Linked DNA regions of Capra hircus: region 1 is linked to region 2. Evidence: chromatin contacts called from public Hi-C data. All regions are on one chromosome and are shown on one strand. The core of a region is the stretch at or near the end of the contact, and the rest is flanking DNA. Distances in the headings are between cores, read along the strand shown. Region 1 holds the start of SELL (L-selectin). Region 2 overlaps SELP (P-selectin).

Evidence for each region. A called contact is a pair of places that touch in the nucleus more often than the background predicts.
Region 1: a contact with region 2 is called in a Hi-C map of liver, with 6 times the contacts expected there. The contact joins the promoter of SELL here to the enhancer-like site in region 2. A contact is called at or near these places in 4 of 5 Hi-C or Micro-C datasets (blood and liver).

Annotation. Positions count from the first base shown.
Region 1 is chr16:35,897,191-35,901,893 of ARS1.2, forward strand. SELL (L-selectin) reads right to left here and starts at 2,810. Exons shown (of 9, transcript XM_018060287.1): 1 at 2,652-2,810; 2 at 1,569-1,650; 3 at 1-297. The coding sequence starts at 2,654.
Region 2 is chr16:35,787,431-35,791,960 of ARS1.2, forward strand. SELP (P-selectin) reads right to left here. Exons shown (of 16, transcript XM_013970188.2): 8 at 3,153-3,338. Among named protein-coding and RNA genes, the nearest start is that of F5, 22 kb to the left of the region's middle. Within about 2 kb of position 1,596, at least 1 of the 5 cell types and tissues checked has an H3K27ac peak or open chromatin away from gene starts, as enhancers often do.

The DNA.
Region 1 (4,703 bases), core at 1,560-4,059, 110 kb after region 2:
AGTCCTCCTTACTCTTCCTGTTGTTGGGCTCCCCTTCACCCCAGTTCTTTGCTTCTTCAGTGAGAGATTTGTTGGTTCCCACCCAAGTCCACACCCCTTCTACTTTCCGGATTCCAATCCAGTAGTAAGTACGACTGAAGGGAAGTGTCTTATTCAGGTATTCGATCTCTCCCTTGTTTTGTATGGCAACTAAATCTGTGTAATTTCTCCTGCAGAACGCTCTAGCCTCTTCCCAGGGCATGGGTCTTTTAGAATAATGGTAAGTCCAGCAATCGGTGCCACGATGCGCAAAGAAATCTGAAAGACATCAGTGTGAATTGTGTAGCCGCATGGTTATAGCTGAAAAGAACCTAGAACTAATCCAAGCTGATCCTGACATTTAGAGACGAGGAAGCTGACACCTCAAGAGGGTAAGTTACCTGCTTGAGGCTGTGGAATTAGTCACCTGCAGATCTGAAGTAGAACCTAGAACTTCTAGTCCCAATCACTTTTCACCATAATATGGAATACTTTTGCTCATAGCTCTATTTTAGATGAATTTGGTGGCTTTCTAGATTTATTTTCATAAACTAGTTTTTTTCTCAAAACTTATTTCCAGTAAAATTTAACCAACATATTTTAGAAATTCATATTTCTTAGTGGCTCTCAATCATTTAAAGTTAATTTAATTACAGTATCATATAACTCTAAAATTTATTGCCCACTCTTTCATTCTGGGATAATTTCCTAAAGACCAATATTTATGTTTCTAAAGGAGAAGTAAAATAAGAAGAGAAATAATGGCACACTTTGAAGTAACCTCTTTTATGTCAAAAAGATAATGTTTTACCATGAAAGAGCTGCTTCTGGGAAAACAGACAGTCCAAGCCTTATATACAAAATAGAAAAAGAACAATTTACAAAACCAGATGAGGTAGGATTATGAAACTAATTTTAGATTTTGTTACACACACAAAGATATTCAGCTGATGGTGTTTAATAATCACATGGGTGCTTCAAATATGAGGTCTTTGAAGAAATCAAAACAAACACATAATTACACAATGACACTATAATAATACATGCCATTCTAAGCATGGTATGGTCTAAGTGAAGCACTATTATAGCACAAGGTGAAAGTTTTCACAGCCATCACCATTTGCTGAGTTTTCACTGTGTAGGGCAAATACTATGGAGAAATACCAAAGAAAACACAGATTCAATTTTTATAGTTTCCTAAGGACTCTGAGCAGGGAATAACAGATGCAAAGAATACATAATTAATCTTGATCAAATTAAACAAATATAAAATGTACAGAGAACTGGGAAACAGTTATGATTAAGGAATAAATCATGTCATAGAATAAACCCTGCAGCAAAAGTTGGGTCAAGGCTAGGCGTTCTCTGGGGAAGGAAATATTAAAGGTGAAAGGAAGAAAAGGGATGTTTGCAGAAAGGGTAGAATTAGCAGCCATCTACCTAATACTTTTACCTGCCACTTTTACCTGTGTACACTCAGTAGATATTTACCAAAACCTGAACATATGTTTTTTAAAAAGCTTAGCAATATAAAAAAAATCATAACATACCGCAACAGAGCATAATCCAGACCCACAGTTGAAAGACATTCCACAAGCCCCTCTGAACATTTTGACATTTCCATGGACATAGCTGCAAATAGAATACAAAATTTTACTCAGATTTATACTCTAAATCACCATTTTACAGGTACCTTGAAGAGGTACTTACAACTTTCTCAAAGTTCAAAGTATAACGCATATGCCTACTAACCTTGTCTGAGGTAAGAGATTTCTCAGACATGGGTGAAAAAGTAGAGTTAAATTTGCTTCAAAACTGGTGTATAGTTGTTTTTTTTTTCCTCCTATTTTAGCCTCAAGCTGCTATTGCTGCTGTTCTGATATTTTTTTCTACATTTCAGTAACTTTTTGCATCTACTTATCTGCTGAGCTGTCAGATAAAGCTATGTGATAGTTAGTACATATATTTTTTAAGTGTTCTTTGGTCCTTAATTGGAGAAGAAAATGACAACCCACTCCAGTATTCTTGCCTGGAGAATCCCATGGACAGAGGAGCCTGGCAGGCTGCAGTCCATGGGGTTGCAAAGAGTGGCACACGATTGAGCAGCTAACACTTACTTACTTAGTCCTTAATGAACTATTAGTGTCTAGATTTAATATTAAAAACTCACACTTAACTATGATGGGTCAGTACTCCAAATTCCTAAAAGAAGTAGGTAACCAAACAGACACTACTGAAAGAAAGGAGTTCATTTTTTCTCAACTAAACAGAAATACATTTTGAGCAACTCAGATGACAAGACCATAAAATTTCTTCACATCTTTACATCATATTTTCTGAAATGTATCAATTCTCAAGATAGTGTCAGTGTTCAGTCACAAGAGTGCTAATTTCCGCAAGATTGTAGTACTTCTTCAGGAACCCTCAGTAGAGACAAGTCAAGGAGAAGAAATCAGCACACGTGGGAAGAGAGATTCTAGGAACACTTTTTAATTTAGACTCAGCAATTTTAGTTTTGGCTTTTTTAAACCAAAAAATAAATGTGCTGCTTCTTGTCTTCTGCCACCTGCCTCTGCATTCCAAGACGAGGTTCTATCTGAGCATCTGGACATATTTTAGGCTGAAAAGCTTACCATGGCTTTGCTCCGTCCTTTTGCAGCCCTTCAGCCTCTCAGCTCAGCACCACAGGTCTCTGGGTCCTTGCCCAAGGCTGGGTGTGCAGGAAGACTGCACTCACTGTCCCCAGAAAGGCTTACTTTCTTTCATATCTCTAACCAAGGCTCACACCCTCCCCTTCCCCTTCTTCCTCCCCTTCCTCCACCTCTCTGCACCTCTTTCTCCACCCCTTTCCTAGTCTGCGCTCTAGCACCAACCCTAAGAAAACAAGAACTGCTGATCCAAGACATTAGTGCTGGATCTTCCCTTCTTCCCTCCTTTGCTCCCTCCCTCTTCCTTTCTCCCTTCCTTCCAACCTCCTCCCCACCTTCTCCTCCCCTTTCTTCTTCCTCTCCTCCTCCTCCTCCTCCTTTCTCTGTCTCTCTCTCCTTTCTTTTTATAAGCATTAGACTAGCTCCTGGCGATCCATGGTAGAGAGCCCCTGACAGTTTCAAGCACCACACATTCAAAACATTATTATTTTGGCCAGATTTATAAAGTCTTAAACCTCAGGGTTTGTGTGCTCAGCTGTATCCGACTCTTTTCGACCCCGTGGACTGTAGCCCGCCAGGCTCCTCTGTCCATGGAATTTCAACCAGCAAGCATCTCCTTGCATTGGCAGATGGATTCTTTACCCCTGAGCTACATGGGGAGGCCCTGTTAAACTCCAGGAGAGCTAACCCAACAGACTGGATTAATGGTAGCTCTTTCTCCTCCCTCTTTCCTTGCTCACCCCCTAGTGGACGTTCTTATTAATGGCACCTCCTGAAGATCGGCGACTCTAGCTTTTTGCCCTAGCAGGTGTCAGGGCCTACAGGTACCTTTATATTTCTAGACCTAAGATGTAAAGGAGATAGACTGCATACAAAATTAGGATCCGTATGGTGGAGGGAAATGTAAAGGAAGAGTTACTGACATAGTCAGATTAACATTTTTAAAAAGATAGTAACAACAACAATTGTGTAGGGCTCAACACTCCATATTTATCACCTTATTTAACCTTTATAAAGCTTAACATCACAGCTCTCCAGTAATTATATCAAATAGTACTGCTTAAATTATTATATTTAAGCAGTAATATTAAAACAATAATCCAGTAATTATATTAAGTATTACTGCTCTCCAGTGAATATAATTATTATCCCCGTTTTTAAAAGTCTCAGAGAGGTTAAAAAAGTTGCTTTAGTCACAAAAGTAGTAAGAGACAGGGCTGGAGTTTTGAACCAGGGTCAGTCAGTCCTGGAAACCATGCTGCTGATAGTTAAGCTGCAATTCTGAAAGGAACCCAGAAGACATGCTGAAGTGGGAACCAACCTGGGAGCTAAGAAGATGGAGAATTGCCAGTGCTCCTGCTATGTATACTCCAAAGACATGTCTAGACCTGTGTTTCTAAGTCCTTCCTTTTAATTCTCTCAACCCTTGTCCATCCAACCAGGCTTCCAGCCACACACATCCCCAGACACTGCTCTTGCCGAGGTCCTTCACTTCACTGAAGCCAAAAGCCAGTTATCTGTCTTCATCTTATTTGACCAATCAGCTCCTGGATTTCACTTCCCTAGTGACTCAGCAGTAAAGAATCCAGCTGCCAATGAAGGAAACTCAGATTTGATCCCAGATTTGGGAAGATCCGCTGGAGGAGGAAATGGCAACCTACTCCAATATTCTTACCTGGGAAATCCCATGGACAGAGGAACCTGGTGTGTTACAGTTCATGCGGTCGCAGAGTCGGACGTGACTGACCAGTGGTGCACACACGCACTCCTGAACTTCCTCCTGCTTCCCTGGCTAGTCCCTCTCTATTTCATTTCTTGACTCTCCCTCATCTCTCCAACCACCAGACCTTTGGAGTGCTCCGCTGCTCACTGCTTTTTCTCTTCTTATTTACCTTCATGGACTTGACAACACAATCCAGTCTCTACACTTTGATGACCAGCTAGATGCTGATGACTTTGTGGAGAAGGAAATGGCAACCCACTCCAGTACTCTTGCCTGGAAAATCCCATGGATAGAGGAGCCTGGTAGGCTACAGT
Region 2 (4,530 bases), core at 346-2,845:
GTGATTTAAAAGGATGCTGGCACTTTGTTGGGAAAGATGGTGATGGTGATGCAGCTCATGTTAGTTACCCCTGGATGAGAGTGGGAGTGACTGCTTCCTTGACACTTTCTTCAGAGGTAGACCCAATAACATTGCCAGAAAACAATGACAAGTGATTGGAAATAGGGAAATGGAGTGAAATACTTTCTCCTCTTCCAAAATTTCCTTCCCCCAACCAAGTGATGAACTCTGGGTCCAAAACTTGCCTCTGTTACTCACTGGCAGTGCATCTCTGGACAATAAACATACTGAACCTCAGTTGCTTCATCTATGAAATGGGGAAAATAACAATCTTTGCTTTGCGGAGAACCTCAAATTTATTATATAAAATAATAAGTTAACAAAATATAGGCAAAAATTAAATTAAAAAATCATGACACAAGGTAGGCAAATAATGGAACTGGCCATCTGCAAATGCTCTTTCCACCAGTCTCATCCTGTAATGACCAGCAGCAAATGACTCTACCTGTCTACTTACAAAAAATGGTCAATAAGATATCACAGTTCTTTGCCACAGTTTATCCATGTGGAGTTTGTGGTGCTAGAGGATTTGATTTGGTTAGAGATCATGCTCTGTGACTTTCGGCCAGTCCCTTAACCTCTCTGAATTTCCATATGTTTATTCACCTTTAAAATCTGGATAATAGCATTACATAGTTCTCAGGATTTTTATAAGGTTCAAAAATGAAAACACTATGTATGCAAATGTTAATGGCTGCCAAGATATCCCTCAGCCAATTAATGAAATAAAACTCAATTAAACACGCTAGCTTTTAAAAAAATGAAAACATGGTTTAAGGTGTTTCTTCTGCATTCTTTGGCCTGATTGGGTCGTGTGTGGCTTTAGACCAGAGACAGTGGTAGTGTGGATGAACCAGGGCTGTCTTTCAGCCACAGATTTGAACTGCTTGAGGCTTTGTGAGCATTTTCTGCACCTCTCTCTTCCCTTCTTCTCTCCAGCTACATCCCCCATCTCATCCATTTGTCCAAAGACCTGGTATTTTCCACCGCTTGAAAAGTCTTTCTGTATTCGGTGTGGGGGTGAGGAGAGGGGAGAGGAGACAAGCCAAGCAGGACAAGTGTGGTGCGATGAGTGTTGGTGCATGAGTCTGTGTGCTGCTCTATTGTGACTCTGCCTTCTGATAGCTGGGGTGGGAAGGTGGGTGTGGGGGTGTGGCATTGGAAAAGGAAACTGATAACACATTTGGGGCACATTACAACAGCTAGTAGGTTGCAAGCCTCATGGTACCTTCCTGCCCAGACCACATTTGGGTATTTCACATGATGCTCGCTCAGCAGCAAGAGGAGAAAGTTCAGTCAGAGTAAACAAAGAACTAAAAGCGGAAGGGAACTAGAAGGTCACAGGAAGCCGTGGTGAGTGTCAGCCTCCCTCCTGTGAAACACCCACAGGCAGGCCAGTATGGAGCAATGAACTGTAATCTGTGCCCTGCACAGCCCAAGGCTGTCCGGAAAGGTGCTGTGCACTGGAACGCCCTCAGGGACTCCCAGGTTCTTCCCTACAGTCGTGCGGACTTTGTAGTGTATCCAGGCTTCAGCGTAGCCAGGGTGAGAGCTGAGGGGCCAAGGTCACAAGCCTCAGCCTGGTCTCTGCAGACCCAGCTCGGAAGGTGGGCTCAGCCTTAGCCCCCGGGGCTTGCCAGGCTCTCTTGTGTCTGGGGATAAAGACCATGCAGCTCTGTTGAGCTGGTCAGCCCCTTTGCTCATTCATTGGTTCACTCTGTGTTGACCTAACTTAATAGTAGTGTGCGTGTATGTGTGCTTGTGTGTGCTTATGTGTGACCTGAATAGCAAGTGGTTTCCTTTTTATTAAAAACATGTATCTGTCTGCTTTTACTCATGTTGAAAGCGGGCACAAAGCGAAAAGCAAAGGCAAATGATGCAGAATTGTCTAGTATTTTACCTATCTAATTTTATTATTAAGCTTATATATGCCTCATAAAAATACTAATTGTGTGGAGGGGAAAGTGGGAAAACATTGGAGGAATTTATACAATAATAGAGAAATATAACCAGTGTCTATTTTAGGGTGGGGTATTTTGGGGACAGTATGTAAGAAGATTTTTTTGTTTATTTTTCTAGAGCTTTTATAAATACAAATGTTATCTTTTAAAGGTAAGTAATGTTAGTCGCTCAGTCATGCCCAACTCTTTGCGACCCCATGGACTGTAGCCCACCAGGCTCCTCTGTCTCTGAGATTTTCCAGGCAAGGATACTGGAGTGGGTTACCATTTCCTTCTCCAGGGGATCTTCCCAACCCAGGGATCGAACCCAAGTCTCCTGCACTGCAGGCAGATTCTTTACCTACTGAGCTACAAGAGAAGCTTTTATAAATACAAATGTTATCTTTTAAAGGTAGGGTTTGACATAAATATAAGTAAATAATTGGATAGAAAAAGGAATGGGGAGTATAAAAAGTATACATCTATCTTTCAATTTCCAAACCCAGATGATCAGAACCAGTTCCATTTCACTCAATAACTGGCTTTATTTTATATCAGGTGAAATGCAGACATATATGATTATAGTGAATAGGTACTTTTTTTCTTCCGAGAATCCTGTGACTTTGCATGTGTAGATTAGTTTCTTTCTGTTTTAATCACTCTTCACTTTACTCTAAGTGGGTTTCTCCAATCTTGTTTGCAGCCAGGCACCTGTAAATGCTGCCCCTCCCCTTCTCCTATTAAACCCATGCGCTACCTGCCATTCCACCACTACACTCTGTGTTTCCTAGGATTAAAGTGCCAGATTACTCTTGGAACAACATCATGGGACTGTCTTTTTCCCTGGCCTTGTTTCCAGCGACTATCTTTAGCCAAGTGAGACCAGCGAACCTAGTTCATGATAGGGACCTTCAGCCCATGCCCCTGTCCTGCCGTCGGACATCCTGTCGCTTGTGGTATCTGCCAGCCCCTCAAGGCCTCTGCGCGTGGGATCCCCATGTGACCTGATAACAAGGGCTTCCTGATGATAGTGTTTATTCATTTTCTAGTCCATTTCAAGCTTCTGTCCCCTAGACAGTTACTACCTTTTAAATATAGCTTTTAAAAATAACTACAATTTGTTTCTAAGACACTGGAAAGAGTTCATCCTACCTTGGCATTCTGGAAAAGGAGCATCCCAGTTCCCTGTATCCAGGCATTGCAGCACACTTGCTCCCACCAGGAATGAACCTTCATCGCAGGTGAAGCTACAGGTCGACTGGTACCTAAAGTCACCAAAGGGATGCGAGCAGTTCACCCGGGCCTTGTTTGAGGTCGGAAGATCCTGGCACTGCAATGCTAAGGAGGGAGGAAGTAGGGAGTGAGGAAGGAGTAATACACAAGTACTCATTGATTCCCACCCCTTAACTCTTTCTAATGCCGACAAGAAAGATCTCTGAATTGGGCATGTTTAACCAGGAGGATGAGAAAAGTATCATATAGTCACAATGCCAGTTGAATGACTTTATGAGGAAACGCTGAGTCATTGTTAAGCATTTGATAATATGCATCCATAGTTTTAAAAATATTGTAATTTTGGACCCAAGAATCGATGCTAAGTATGTAATAAGATGCATATCAAAAATCATTTTGGAGAAGTTTTATCATATCATTTGTGAGAGCAAATACTGAAAACAAACATAAATACCACTAAATTTTTATCATTTATCATAAGTGAAAGTCACTCAGTCATGTCCGACTCTTTGTGACTCCATGAACTATACAGTCCATGGAATTCTCCAGACCAGAATACTGGAGTGGGTAGCCTTTCCCTTCTCCAGGGGATCTTCCCAACCCAGGGATCAAACCCAGGTCTCCTGCATTGCAGGTGGCTTCTTTACCAGCTAAGCCACCAGAGAAGCCCTTTTTTTTTTTTTTATCATATGTGAGAGAAAAATATTGAAAACAAACATAACTGCCACTAGTTAGAGGCTGAAAATTAACTATGGTGGAGCCATGAAAGGAATATGATCTATTGCACCTTGAAAAGATATGAGACGTATCTCAATGTACAATGTTAGGTGAAAAAGCAGAATAAAAATTATATGTACACTATGATCTCAGTCATATGAAGTAGATGGCTTTAAATGGAGAGAACACCTGTATTTTATATATAAGTCTTTTCTCATCTTTAAAATGGGAGCAATAATTTTAACAACCTCATGGAGTTAAATTAAAATGCTCAATAAATATTGTATATTGCCATTATTACTAATAGTAGTAGTAGCAGCAGCAGTAGTATCAGTAGCAGTCATAGTCTTAAAATTGTTCTAGCTATGCGTCAGGTGCTGACCCAGCCTGTCAGAGTGGAGAATGCTAGGAAGGCCTATCAGGGGAGTTACTGCAGCCATGTAACTGGATGCTTAAGAGAATAAGCCCGTTTTCTATTATCTGCCTGCAGACAAGAATGGCTCCAGTGACCCCTAAAGAACCCCTCCCTTTTTTTTTAATTCCAGTACATTTTATTCTGAGAAAATAGCCCATACAAATT